Linked DNA regions of Mus musculus: region 1 is linked to region 2. Evidence: chromatin contacts called from public HiChIP or PLAC-seq data. All regions are on one chromosome and are shown on one strand. The core of a region is the stretch at or near the end of the contact, and the rest is flanking DNA. Distances in the headings are between cores, read along the strand shown.

The links. HiChIP or PLAC-seq counts read pairs in DNA pulled down with a chosen protein or histone mark.
Region 1: an H3K4me3 HiChIP or PLAC-seq map of embryonic forebrain shows a contact between it and region 2, with 2.6 times the contacts expected there. The contact joins two enhancer-like sites. A contact is called at or near these places in 11 of 484 Hi-C or Micro-C datasets (the HL-1 cell line, Sertoli cells, bone marrow-derived macrophages and 6 more), 7 of 115 datasets of contacts at active chromatin or transcription factors (bone marrow-derived dendritic cells, bone marrow-derived macrophages, embryonic basal ganglia and 4 more) and 1 of 9 other capture datasets (embryonic stem cells).

Annotation. Positions count from the first base shown.
Region 1 is chr19:59,191,952-59,195,674 of GRCm38.p6, reverse strand. No RefSeq gene overlaps it. Among named protein-coding and RNA genes, the nearest start is that of 4930442E04Rik, 22 kb to the right of the region's middle. Within about 2 kb of position 1,409, at least 18 of the 459 cell types and tissues checked have an H3K27ac peak or open chromatin away from gene starts, as enhancers often do. A contact at or near this core is called in embryonic forebrain, where this site is marked.
Region 2 is chr19:59,005,327-59,008,938 of GRCm38.p6, reverse strand. All of the region lies in intron 12 of Shtn1 (shootin 1), which reads left to right. Among named protein-coding and RNA genes, the nearest start is that of Eno4, 64 kb to the right of the region's middle. Within about 2 kb of position 2,203, at least 20 of the 459 cell types and tissues checked have an H3K27ac peak or open chromatin away from gene starts, as enhancers often do. A contact at or near this core is called in embryonic forebrain, where this site is marked.

The sequences.
Region 1 (3,723 bases), core at 160-2,659, 190 kb before region 2:
GGCGACTGCTCTTTGAAGAATCCACATTTTAAAATTGTATTCCATGAGCTCGGAGGAAGAACCCACAAACTGCTGTGATGTAATTTGAAACCATCAATAGCCCCTCTTAAGGTTGTCTTTATTGTGGGAAGTCAAGGTAATGGTTTTGCCGCTGTCTAATTTCTTCCCGATGTACAGCTTAGCTTTTACAGCCTTACAATGAAAGGCGTCGATCTGAGGCCCTTTTTGTGGCCGATTAACAGTTTAAACTGGTTTCCTAACCCTGTCACAACTAGTGGTCTGATAGAAATAGTTTCTGTGGGGACATTCATAACTCTGCAAATAATATCTTTTTTTTTAATCTGCCAATTCTGACCTCCTCTGACAAAAATTAAAAGTGGAGCGGAAAAGGTTGTGTACATACATGTCTCACCTCCAAGTACAGGTTGGTACAAATGACTACTCAAGAGCTGTTAGTTCCCTGGTTCTTGTCACCCTGTTGTCACCATAATCTTCGGAGAAAGCGTTCAAGTAGCTGGCTACACAGAGCTGGACACACACAAGCCTTCTTGGATGTGAACTGTCCAGACAGGAGCATTGAATTTTATCGCAAGAGTTAGGAAAAAAAAAAAAACAACCAAACAAAAACAAAACAAAACACATTTCGTTTGACTGCTCTTGGACTTTGGAGGATGAAAGGAGGCAAAGAAGACACTAACCCAGAAAAAACACTTCCCCTCTCTACCACTGAAGGATCATCAGTGTATCAATGTGGAGAGAGGAGAGAGAGAGAGAGAGAGAGAGAGAGAGAGAGAGAGAGAGAGAGAGAGATCTCAAAATAATCAATTTGTGGTTTAAAAAAAAATGTTGGCCTGGAGATATTTTGGTGCTAAGAAGTTCCTCTGAGACAGAAGACCCTCTTTAACTCTCAAACCCACGGCTCACCCAGCGCTACCTTTGGGTAAAACTGCCTCTTTCTCCAAAGGGAGGGGCAAAGCGAAGAAATTACAAGTAGCAGTGACGGTGTTATGGGGCCCAGACTGGTACCCACCCTCGCAAGGTGCTGGGAAGGTAACCCTCGCCCCTAGGATCTGGAGAGCGCCCCCCCAGGGACCCTCCTCTGGCGCGGGAATGCGTAGGTAGTGTCTTTTTGCTCCATCTCGGGAGTTCCGGAGTTTGAGGTCCCTGTACTAGGAGAGAAAGGCTTGAAGGAGTTCTGAGGCTGGGCCAGTCGCCGAGGTAAGGTCCCTAGGCCATCAGGATTCAGGTGGAGACTCGGAGATCTTGTCAGTGCGCGGGTCACCAGCTTTTTGACTATCTCCCGAAGGTCGTCGCCCAAGAGACAAGGAAAAACCTCGCGGGCCCCTACGGGTGTGCTCCCAACTCGGCCGCTGCCTAATGCAGAGCGCAGAGCAGTACTTGGGACAGGAGCTTCCAGCCGAACACCGGGGACTCCGCGAGGCTCCGGGTGGCACTATCGCCCCCTGCCCCCAACTACTTCCTCCGTCCCCCGCAAATGCTACTACGGGAGAAATGTGCCCACCCTGACTCGCCCGGACGAGCCCCGGGCTGCGACTTCCTCTGCTCCGTCTCTAGATGAGTCTGGGTCGGCTCTTACCTTCCCTGACCGGGGACACTCGGAGCAGGGCCGGGAGGACGTGGCCGAGTTTCAGGCCCAGTCCCTCTATAAGCCCCGCGGCTCGGGTGCCTCCCGAAGCAATACCTTCCGCTCTTTTCCTCCCCCAGTTTTTCCAGCGGCACGATTCTTTTCTGGGTTATTTTCTTTCCTTCTCTTGGTGTCAACCCTGCAGCTTCCCTCTCTCGCCCCCTTCCCCCGATCCTTTCCCCTTTCACTTTGCATCCCCCCCCGCCCCCACTCTTTAGTTTAAGTCTGAGATGACCTCCAAAAACCTTTGTAAAGGCAATAAACCAAAATGCCAGACGCACCGTGTGTGTGTGTGTGTGTGTGTGTGTGTGTGTGTGTGTGTGTGTCCCCTGTGGCTTCTAGAAGGCAAATTGGCCCGGGAAGGGTTTGGACCTGCTTCCCCCAAAAAGGCCCAAGAGCTTTCAAACACCCGAAAGTCAGGAGACAATGAGTTGTTGATACCTGGGGACAACGTCCTGCCGTGAAGCCCCCAGCCCAAGCCCATTTCACAGATGCAAGACCTGAATCTGGGAGGTTACCGCCAAGTGTCAGAATCGTCCCTTTACTTATGTCGAGGATTTCAGCCTTTAGAATACAAACGGTGCCTCTTGTTTTCCCGGATTATTTGGTTTCTTGATGTGTTTTTTTTTGGGTGGGGGGGGGGCTGGTTTAAGCGTGAGGAAGAAGAAAGGAGCAAAGATAACCACGTGCCTTCCAATACAGTGAAATAGCAGCCTGGAATTACAGCTACCGAACCATCAAAAATGAAACTGTTTGTGGGCATCTGAACCCTAGCCATGTAATTGGACACATTTATCAACAACAACAACAACAAAAAAGATATTGCACAGGTGAAAGAGATTTGACAATTGCTTCCGCGTTTTTTAAATTTTTTCCCCCAAAATTGTAGAGAGAACTTTCCCTGAATACAACAGACTGAATGTTTCAGCTCTGAACATTCAGTATAGCCTTAGTCACTGCAGGCTACAGTTATCATAAATCACCCTTAAAGTGTGTATTAAAGTGACTGAAATTTTGTTCTTTTTTTTTTTTTTTTTTTTTTTTTAAGAAAAAACAGTCTCTGAAGTTGTGCACGTCCTAACCTTTACAAATAGACTTTCGGTGCTACTTGAACGTGGTTCCCTTGAACTTTTTCTTGGAGAAATTTCACATTATTTGTATGTTTCTAAGACTCCTTTTAAAAATAAAAAGAGAGGTTGGAACCACAGACATCAATTTTCCCGCTGGCTTCTTAGAAACAAATTTCTCCCTGTGTGCCTATATCTTACTCTGGTGTAGGCAGATGTGTGTGTGTGTGTGTGTGTGTGTGTGTGTGTGTGTGTGTGTATGTGTGTGTGTGGGGGGGGAGATGCTGGGGGTGCATTCCTGGAGAACTCTGCTTTAACACACATACTGAATTAACACAGGTTCAAGCATCCTTTGAGTATCTGGGTGGCAGGGATTTAGAGGGTTGAGCCCCCAGACCATATGCTGGGTACGCTAAGGAGGCTGTAAAAACTCCTGGTCAGGATCATGGAGGTGGGAGACAAAATCCAAAGCTGTTCATCATCTTGACAGAATATCCACTTAGACTGAGTATTGGGATCAAAATTGTTCGAAGACTTGTGCCCCTTCACATTTGCTGGTCCGGGCTTTTCCAAGGGCCACCTCTGGGTACCGGAGGGCTCACCAAGGACAACTGCTTCAGCATTTGAAATTCTTTGTAAGGAACTATTTGCTTTGAATTCTTCCCAGGTTTTTAGTAATAATTTGAACCGATGCTGAAATCCAAATTATTTTACTTTCATCCTATTGTTTAGCAGCTAGCTTTTCCAATTAAGGTTTCTCTCCTTAAAAAAAAAATTACCTTTTCTGCCTTAACTTTATCCACAAACTGGCTCTTTGTTTAGCTTTTTTTTTTTTTCCTGTCAACCACTAAGGATTTCTATGACAGCAATGTGCATTACTGACCAAATCTCCAAAGCAAGTTCAACAGTTGCTGTTCACATACAGGGGTAGCTTTTAGCCAAAGTCCCATTAAGTCAGTCCAAAAACGGCAGAGGGTGGATTTTCAGAATAATAAATACAGGTATTAAAAG
Region 2 (3,612 bases), core at 954-3,453:
GTCAAAGACGCAGTGTTTGGGATGAAAAATACCCAAACAGCATAGCAGTATGTTCAAAAGTCGGAACAGGGGAGAAGCTTCATGCATCAGAAAAACCTAAAGACTGCTCTGCTGCCTTGACTCAGGACCCAGGGAAGAGGGCTGAGATGTAGGTGGGAGCCAGGTTCTCAAAGCAATGGTTGAGATGCTGATGTTTCTCCGAAGAATAGAAGTTTCAAGTAGGAATGCAGTGAGATTCATTCTCTAGAACAGTCACTCTGCCTGAAGTTTGGGAAAACAAAGAATGGGGAAGGGGAGGCTAGGCAAGCAGACAGACAGGTGGGCATGGCAGATAGACAGACAGGTATGTATGGCAGGCAGGGTAGGCACGGCAGGCCGGCAGGGATGGCAGAGGAATGTCAATGCCTTAGACCAGAGAACTCAGGCCTACCTCTGGCTCCTAAGTGCTGGGATTCAAAGTGTGCGCCACCACTTTGGCTTAAGTAGCTTTCTTATATAACCCAGGACCACCTACCCAGAGAATGGTGCCAGCCACAGTGGACTGGGCCCTCCTATATGACTTAATAATCTAGACAACCCGCCACAGGCTAATCTGATCTCCGTCATCAGTTGAGACTCCCTTCTCAGGAGATGCTAGGTTGTGTCAAGTTGGCAGTTAAAGCTAAGTAGGATATCTGCTTTGATATAGCACTTCACGGTCCATGAAGGATTGCTGAAGGATTGATTGGCCTGTTCCCAGCTCCTGAGTCAGTCTGTCCTCTGAGCAAGGTGTGTAAGTGTATGTGTATGTGGCAGTCATGGTGGTGATGTCTGCACGTGTGTGGATGCAGATGTGCAGGCCTATGTATGTATAGAGGCCAGAAGAGAACATCAGGTGTCCTGCTACATCACCACCCTTACACTGTTGAGACAGCGTCTCTTATTGAAGCTGGAGCTGATCCTCCTTTCTCTGTCCAACACAGTGCTGGGGTCACAGACACCTTCAGCCATACTCAGGTCTTTTTATATGGATTCTAGGGATTTGGACTCAATTCTTCATGCCTTCTTACCTACTGAGCTATCTCTGTAACCCTGTAACTCCCCTTTGGGAGAGGTAATCCTACTGTAGTCAAGAAATTTCCTTACATTCATATTCTGTAAGTCAATTCTAGACTGATTCAAATATGATGTACCCTCTTGGAAGTTTTTAACATCATGATGATATACAGTGGCTTGGTTTTTAAGGTCTTATCAAAAAAATTAGCAAAATGGGGAAGCAAAAAGAAACTTCATTTCTTCTTGGTAATAAGCAGAGGTTTTCTTGAGTAACAATGTGGTAATTTCTTCCATGGGGGTGTCTCTGTCTCTCTTTCTCTCTCTCCTCTCTCTCTCCTCTCCTCTTTCTCTCTCTCTCTCCCTCTCTCTCTCTCTCTCTCTCTCTCTCTCTCTCTCTCTATCTCTCTGTCTCTCTCTCCCCCTCCCTCCCTCCCTCTCTCTCTCTCCTTTTAAGATCTAACTTATTTTCCAAGTGGGTCTAAAGATTTAAGCCCCAATTAATTACATATAGTATTCTGATCCAAGACTGACCTTGAAGCCCTAACTCAAAGAACCTTTGGTTTTGTTTTGTTGGGTTTTTTTTCCTTTCCGCCCGTGGCAGTTCGGTAACATTAGACTTGTTGTCCTCATTAGCCTCTTTCTCTAATCTCCAGCATCCTGCATATTTCCATTGTCCTCCTGATTACATGCTTTTGTGAGACAATTACCAACTGCGCGATTGCAGAAGGAATTACAAAACATACCACGGGTGCTCCGTAGGTGATTCATGCCGGTTTATTAGAACTGCTTAATAGTTCAGAAGTTCATATAGATTGCTTTTTTGCCATTTCAAAAACAGGTCGGTGAGAGGAAGAAAGCCTGTGCGGCTAGCTTAGCACTGCCCTTGTGTTGCGCCTGAGTAGGGAATCTGATAAGAGTGATTTCTTTTTCTTAAGACCAATTATGCCTTTATATTGGGGGGAAAAAAGGCTGAGAAATTAAAGCCTGGTTTATAATCTGTGCACAATACAGATAGTGGCACTTCTCTGAATTATCACTATGATTCTGGCAAGCAAATATAAGGAGCTACTTTAAATTCCTGCTGGTAGATGCTGTCGCAGATTTGAATGGTGTGGCCCGTAATTCTCCATCTGTCTGCCTTAATTAGTTTCTGTATGGTGTATTTAATTGGGTTGCAGTCAGTCCTTGCAGAGCGCTAATCTGTTTGTAGGCGGTGCTCCCTTCCCCATGCAGCTCTTCCTAGTCTCACTCAAAATGGCAGCCTTTCTGAAAAAGAAAACAAAACCAAGAGGGAAAAAAAAAAAAAAAAAAAAAAAAGAAGGTGTTTTAAAACTGGTCTCTGCGTTCCCAGGACTAAACCACATCCCATGCCAGGTGCTTATGCATAAGACCTGGCTTTTTGAAAAGTCTCCTTTTGAACAGGGTCAGGAAAGCATATGTATGTACAGATACTTGGACGTCAAGGGAGACGGCGAATGAGTGAGTGAATTTCTTGTTTGCCCCCTTGTAGATATTTGTGAACCATCAGAGTAAGTTTCCACCCCCAAATTCTATTTGAGGGAACATAGTTAATCAACCCAAAGCATAGGACATTTGTTTTTCTTCGTTTCTCCCCCCCCCCCCAACATTTTTCATTTGTTGTTAAGTTCTGACTTGGGTACTTGTGTTTCCTATGTTGCATTCTGTGATGTTTGATACTGATTGTCAACTCCATAAGATCTACAATCACCCAGGAGACAAACCTCTGGGTATTCCAATGAGGAAGTTCCTGGATTAGGTTAATGGAGGTGAGAAGACCCACTCTAAATGTGGGCAACTGTTGCTGGCCCTGGAGCTGGCTAGGCTGAATAAGAGGACAAGTGCCTCCCTCCCCCACAGTGATGGGTTTACTCTTGTACTGAGCTAAAGAAACTCTGCCTTCCTCAGGAGGCTTTGTTTTTTCTCTCATTGTTGCAACAATGAGAGAGAGTTACTAAAAAGTAACTAAGACGGCTGTGGAAAGATGACTCTTGGGTCTGAATCATGTTCCACATGGAGACATTTTAATTCTTAGTTTTCCAATAGCCTCTGAGGACAGAATTGTCTTTGAAGTCAGATTATACTTACCAACGTAGCAGTGATTCAGCCATTTGGTGCTACAGAGTTGAGGGTAATAGAAACTTGTAAACTCTGGTGTTCCCTTAGGGACTCAGAGATGAGGAATGGCTACCCAGGTCCACATGAAGTCTTCTCAGGAAAGAAGACCTGAGTTAGACCTGAAACAAGCACTGGTTAGTTTTGGGTATACTGTGGTCCTCTTCATCTAGAAGGCAGCCTTTGTGAGCTTAGCCATCTCTCCCCAGAAGTACAGACATCATATCTGTTTAAAGCTAGAGTTCAACACTGATCAGGCAGACTGTGAGTCTGCCATCGAGCCTAGGTCTCAGTGGGCACTTAGCTTCCGTGTGTCAGCTGGAGTGAATTCACTAGGAATAGCAAGGTCTAGAAGCACATTAATGGTGACATGTTCCAAAGTGATTCCATACTTTGGCCAAGAAATTCTTTGAGAAAAACCAAATTGATTTTGGTCAACAAGTT